Regions from separate parts of the Mus musculus genome. Here region 1 is linked to region 2. The links are chromatin contacts, called in public Hi-C maps. All regions are on one chromosome and are shown on one strand. Each heading gives the region's core, a stretch centred on a gene start, on an enhancer-like site or on the middle of the called end of the contact. The rest is flanking DNA. Distances are from core to core; before and after follow the strand shown. Region 1 overlaps Dlc1 (deleted in liver cancer 1). Region 2 overlaps Gm35520 (a long non-coding RNA gene).

Region 1 (3,408 bases), core at 435-2,934, 640 kb after region 2:
TTTGTGCAGAAACCTGGAGCATTATAAGATGTCTATTGTGCCCCATAAATGAATGACTTGGAATCACACATGAGGGAGGGAGCAATGAATAATCACAAGTCTACATAGCAAATCCAGCCACTGAAAGATGTACACTGTTTACAAAAAGTCTTCCAAAAATGTATAATATGAACAGTTATATGGGCAGATGAAATTTGCCAGACACAAAATATCTATCCACTTCATTGAAAGGAGGACATTTATGTGGTAAGCAGTTTTGTGAAGCACTGAGTCTTCTGAGAGGCCCAACTTTAAAAACAAAGTATGTAAAAATAATAACAAGCGAATATTACATGAGTTCATTATATTTTTCTATGAAATCAGAAGCCCATGAAACAAAAATCACATATTCCTGGAGGTCTTGTCTGTCTGTCCCTTGGTTCGCATTTTTTGTGTAACCCGCACTGTGTGTCATGACGTGTCATGGAATGTTCTCTGTGAAGTTTGTGTCTTACAGTTCTGAGGACTTGCTTCAGTCTGCCCAGGCTTGGCACATCAGAGTGGCAAACTCAACTGGGTCACTCCTAAAGACAAATTCTTAGTAGTTTGGAGAAAGCAAATTTGCCTGACACTGTGACCTTCTGCTATGCATGAAGTGATATAATTTGACCAGAAGATGGCAGCATTTGGAAAGGAAAAAAAATAAACAGGCAACCCATGGGAAGGGATTAAATGTATTAGAATTTCCACAAAAACAGGAATGAAGGGCAGCAACATTATTGTGAACTGTAAGACGCTTAGTTGTACAAAACACAATTTTAACAAGAAGTCAAGAAGGTTCGTTGGTAGGAAGTAGATGCACATACATCTTACAAATATCATTTTCCTGGTTTCGGGACATTTAAGAGCTATGTATTATTCTTAAAGCTATTCTAAGAGCAGCCATCTGATTTTTTGCATTTGTTTTATTTACAACAATACTGAATGTCTCTCACCATCCTGAGAGGGTAACAGAACACTCTTTTATGTGCCTGGGTTTTATAACTTTAATTTAATGTAAAAAAATGCACGGGGTAGCCGATAGGGCTAGTCTTTGCAATACTTCTTCCAAGCATACAGTGGATGGAATTACCCATAGTTCACTGTAAGTTTGTTTCCTCTGTGAAATGCAGAAACAAACTAGGAAAATAATGAAAAAAAATCACAGGCACTGAGGGGAGCAGTAATGAAAAACTGAAATAGTTTTAAGTTGTATGCTTCATGGTTTTAAATACACGCAGTCAAGATTTTCTGACTTCAAGACAATACTTGTTTCATTTATGATCTGTCTGTCTGTCTGTCTGTCTGTCTATTCATTCATTCACTTTACATCCCAATCACAGCAATTACCTTCTGCCAGCCCCCTCCTCACAAGCCCCTCCTCGTATCCCCCCTGCCTTTCACCTCTGCAAAGCAGGGAGGTCCCTCTAATGGAACCCACCTACTCTGTCACCTCAAGTCACCATAGGGCTAAATATATCTCAAAACAATATTTTAATGACAAATACTAGTAAGTATTCTGTAAGAGAATATTATAGTCAATATTCTATTATTTCAACAAGTTTTAGAGAAATGTCCTTTGCTCTAGAGTTTGAACGTACACAGTATCCATGAGGCTGCTGCCAGTGCTGCTGCTGCTAAGACTCTGTCATCTTTACCCATCTGAGCCAGCCTGACCTAATTCTCTCGCCTGCTGCTGACTTGGCCATTAGAGAGTCAGTAAGATACTTAGCATCTGGAGAGCTCCCTGCCACTTCCAGATCTGCACCCAAACTGAACCTGCCGTGAGATACCTTCCTCATCTCTGTGCATGAGATCGCCTGACCAGGATGAAAGGGACTTCACGAGCTCTCCTTAGAGCTGACAGAAATCAGACCCAACAACAGACAGGCAAGCTGGGTGTGCTAATGCACACCTCCAAGGCCAGCTTTTGGGAAGGCGAAACAGGAGACTTTACAAGTTGAAGACCAGCCTGGGGTACATTCTGGGCTGCGGTGCAAGGCTTGCTTAGCATGTGTAAGGCCTTGGGTTTGATCCCTAGTATTGCCCTTCTGTCAGTCTAGGCAAACTGATGAACAATCGGAGTTATTATTCCTGGAGCAATACTATGATCTATTTTAAACCAGCCGTCATACGTTTGTTTTATTGTATCCACATTTGGTATGTGTAACAGGGTCATGTGTAAGTCATTGCACAAACGGCGTTGAAATATTTTGACAGGTCACCTGATAAGTATGTGTTTGGACACTATTTTTAAAGAAACTTCTTTCATATTTTCTCCCTTTTCTGCAATTATAAATCACCATACATCTTTGGGATGTCTGCATTTATTTCTACTTCTGGTTATATACAGTTTTAGGAAGGCCAAAAAGACAGCACCATAACCTTGAGGTTTTAATACCCCTCCCAAGTGTCCATTGATGATAGCATTCCGGGTGCTCATATCACGCTTCAGGATAGATCTGTGTAAAATTAAAATTGTGTCCAAACCTGAAGATGAAAGGTTTAATATGGAAGTGAATTGTAGAGTGGATTAAATCATAGAATTTGAAAACATAGGTAGAGGGAATGAACCCCCCTCAAGGATATAATAGGATCCAAGAATCAGCAATAGGGTCTAGCCGAGGGGTAGAGTACTTGACTACCAGGCAGGTGGGCTTATGTTCAGTCTCTAGTGTAAACAGAACAGTTTGTGACAGAGGAAATTCAATTTTTAGTGTCACTGAATAAAACCTGGTAGTACATAGCTGCATCTGTTTGTTTATTTGGTTGTGTGTGTGTGTGTGTGTGTGTGTGTGTGTGTAGGTGTGTGTGTGCTGGAAATGTAGTTCAGTGATGGGAAGTTCAAGGTAGGGTTCATTTCTCAGTATAGGAAAGAAAAAGAGTAGTTCAGAGGATCTGGGAAAGAATGGCTTTGAAGATAGAGTGAAAATATCAAATCAAAACAAATCTTGCCCTAACAGAACGGAGTTTGTAGGGTACCAGTCCACAGTTCAAGGCTGACGGGAGGAATTTAAGAGGGAAATGATAGACAAGGAAAGCCCAGTGAATGGTGAGTGCCCCTTGCAGTGGAAGGAACACAGGGCCATTTTTGGTCTGAGCCATAGGTGGTAAATGAGCCAAAGGAAGGAAATCTATTGATCCCAGTTGGAGTCTGGGATCTGGCAGGATCGCAGATGTTGAGCATTTGTTGTGGACCACAGTTGGATCACAGGAGACAGTGATCTAGCCACAAAAACTAAACAGAACTATGGCCAGACCTCAGAGAGGAGATGCTAAGAGTCTTATATAGTCCTTGTGGCTGTACTAGAAGTAAGTGGCCTGCAAACACGCAGCTACAAAGGCCACATGAAGAGAACTACAAATGAGGTCACTAGTGTCACCCCTAAT
Region 2 (3,146 bases), core at 199-2,698:
CTGTAACCCCACCCATAACTCTGATGCCCTCTTCTGGCCTCTGTAGACATTGAACACATGTGATACCCAGACCTACTCCTGCATCCGTACACATAAGAATAAATAGAATTTAGAAATAACTGCCACCATCAAAATAAGCAAATCCATTGCTCTTCTAAAGCGCTGTAAAGTTACTTAGATGGAGACAGAGAGAGCTAGGGAACTCCAGAGTCTGTGATGGGGATTGAAAGCTCTGAGAACCAGCTACAGACACTGTGAAAATCCCAATAATGGGAGGAGAAAGAGCAACTTAGGTAAGTGAATTAAAGCAAGCAATTAATTAAAGCAAGCTTGTTAAAGTTCAAGTACACAGGCTGCCTCCCTTAGGGTGAGGCTTAAGAGATCAGCATTGGATGCTGGCCGGACATAACAGAAGATAAGGCTTTTATCGCTCAGAGGTAGGAGCTTTCCAAACGGGGCTTTGGAGGGTAAAATAGGTGAGGTTATAGGGGCAGAACATAAGCATGACAGGTTCCTCACAATGACCTCCTGAAACAAAGGCGCGATTGCAAGGTGGTCAGAACAACAGGTAGTCATAACAAGGTAGCCATAACAATCCTTTTGAAACAAGGTAGGGCTGCAGTTACAGGATGCTTATTAACATTTTGAAACAAAGGCATGATTGCCATTACCAGAACATGCAGTACAGAATTGTTCGTAGTTAAGGTTACAGGCAGAGCATAGCCCGATCCTTGAGAAACAGAGATTTAATCATAAACAAGAAGAACCTAGTTTGTATTTTATAAGATGCCTTTGAAGCCTAAAATGAACACAGTCTGGTTCTTCAATTATCTCCAGGGTTATTTCTTAAATGTGTATAAGGCCCTGGGGTAGGATCTGGGGATGCAGAAGTGATACATCACCCTACTTCTGTCTTACAATTTAGAAAGAGGAGATGTAACTAATACATAAACATAACACAATTATGACATGATGATGTTGGGACCCCCTGTGGGGACAGTGGGAAGGAAGGACATAAGCCTCCCGAGAGAAATGAGATCATTTTGAGGAATTACTAAATCAGAAAAGGATGCTGTTAAGGAAAGAACGTTCTAGAGTAATTTCAGACTCACTTATGTTCAACAGTAGCAGAGACAATGGATAATGACTAGGAAAGATATCATCAGGATGAAAGTTCATTCAGGAATTACATGCTATAAATAAAATATTCCTTCCATCAAAAAAGAGCAAGGGATTGCCATCTGTCTGAAATTGTCTAACTATGTTAAGTAAAGTTTCTAAGGCTCATTTGACTCCTAAAATGTTATTTCTACAAAAACACAATTACTTCAAAATCAGCTATACGCATGACTAAATGCAGACAATTGGTGCTTATGAAACAGTGACTCATACCCCCACAGTGTCTCCTAAAAGCTGACTGCTCGCCAAAGCTGTGTCGTTATATATAGACGCACCAGTGCTTACAAAACCCATTGTTTTCAAGCCATTGCTGGAGCACAGCTAATTTCCAGAACAGAAACATATTAACTTTGCTACCAACAGATGGCAGTAATGGCTATATAGCAATGTTCCAGCTGGAGAACAGATTGGCAAGGAGTTAGCTCTGTCTTCTTGCTCCTGTACATGTAGAACCAAGGGACTTTATTGGCATCATTTGCTCCATTGTCTTTGTTTGGTTGTTCGGTTAGTTTTGTCTTTTCAAGACAGGGTCTCACTAAGAGCTCTGGCTATCCTGGAATTCACTCTGTAGTCCAGGCTGGCCTCTGATGCACACAGATCTGCCTGCCTCTGTCTTCCTAGTGCTGGGATGAAAGGCATGTGCCACTATGCCTGGCTTAGTAGTTGTCTATTTTTAAAGACGTCCACATATGTAGTCTTGGAGACAAACACAATTTCTGAAAGGATTCATGTGACAGTTAACCCTGTCAATTGGACTAAGTTAGAGATACCTAGAGGATTAGCAACCTAGTGTGTCTGTGAGGGTATCTCTAGAGAGGCCTGATACATGAGAGAGAGACGTGTGTGACATGGCACCATCCAATAGGCAAGGGCCAAGATGAGGTGAAGGTGAACACAGGAAATGACTTAGCTCTTTCAAGTTTCACTCTTCCTGATAGATATCCTCCATCTGATCTTATCTCTGGGAGACATCACTTCTTACAAGATCTGGTTTGTGGGTACATCACAGTTTACTTCTTCATGACTCAAGAGTCCCAGCATGACTGTCATAAAAGAACCAGACAATGTTTTCATGTTCTCCCTACCCTGCAAGTCTCACATCATCATTTGCAAAGAAATGCACGGATTCAAAAGGAGGGCATATATGAGACACTTCTTAATGGATGGTCCAGAGATTCACAGACATGTTTGTAGAGACACCACAAAGGCCTATGTATGGTGTGTGTGTGTGTGTGTGTGTGTGTGTGTGTGTGTGTGTGTGTGTGTGTGTAAAGATAAAGACATAGTGTATATGTGCCGTTGAACTCTCATCTTTTCCTCTATCCTCTAGCCTAAATATGAAATCATCAATGATGCTGGACCAAAGGGAGTCCAGGTATCACCGAGATGCCAAACAGAAGGGTACCTCCACATTCATGGTGGAGCACATCATCGACTCTTCACCAGCTACCTGCATGTTAAGGAAGATATTATCTGGAGTGCTCTACATATGGCAAACACCAATGTGTGCTGATTATCGAGATCAGCTGGACAAGCAGTGAGAACCCTGCTCATTAGGCCACAAGAGTAATCCCGAGGGGGTAAGAAAAAAAACCTCACCAGCCCCCTGAAAGTATAGGCTATTATTAATTCATCTTTACCTTGTAGGATGAAATTCTGTGTCTGACTTGCTATGTGCAATCAGAGAAACCCTAAAACAGTGAGTAAATTCTCGAGGCCTGAGACCACATGGCACCTAGTGCGGTGTGCCCTGAAGGAGGTGGACCTGGGAGCCAAGTTCCCATGCTCATCTTGTTAGATTCTGACGTTATTATATTGTTACAGAATGTAGTGACATTATTATATTATTACATTCTTTGATCAAAATGTTCACACTTCTCAAGGCTGAACACTATAATCAAAGCTGAAAAAATGACCCAAAGCAGCTTTTAGAGTCTATTGATGAGTTTGATCGGGGCAGGCCATAT

What was found. Hi-C and Micro-C count contacts between places; a contact is called where the count stands out from the background.
Region 1: a contact with region 2 is called in a Hi-C map of the N1E-115 cell line, with 5 times the contacts expected there. The contact joins two enhancer-like sites. A contact is called at or near these places in 10 of 39 promoter capture datasets (the 3T3-L1 cell line, 3T3-L1-derived adipocytes, embryonic stem cells and 5 more) and 20 of 484 Hi-C or Micro-C datasets (the C2C12 cell line, the N1E-115 cell line, cardiomyocytes and 12 more).

What each region holds. Positions count from the first base shown.
Region 1 is chr8:36,831,422-36,834,829 of GRCm38.p6, forward strand. All of the region lies in intron 4 of Dlc1 (deleted in liver cancer 1), which reads right to left. Among named protein-coding and RNA genes, the nearest start is that of Dlc1, 120 kb to the right of the region's middle. Within about 2 kb of position 1,685, at least 16 of the 459 cell types and tissues checked have an H3K27ac peak or open chromatin away from gene starts, as enhancers often do. A contact at or near this core is called in the N1E-115 cell line, where this site is marked.
Region 2 is chr8:36,192,188-36,195,333 of GRCm38.p6, forward strand. Gm35520 (a long non-coding RNA gene) reads left to right here. Exons shown (of 4, transcript XR_870363.2): 3 at 2,510-3,146. Among named protein-coding and RNA genes, the nearest start is that of Gm35520, 5.3 kb to the left of the region's middle. Within about 2 kb of position 1,449, at least 43 of the 459 cell types and tissues checked have an H3K27ac peak or open chromatin away from gene starts, as enhancers often do. A contact at or near this core is called in the N1E-115 cell line, where this site is marked.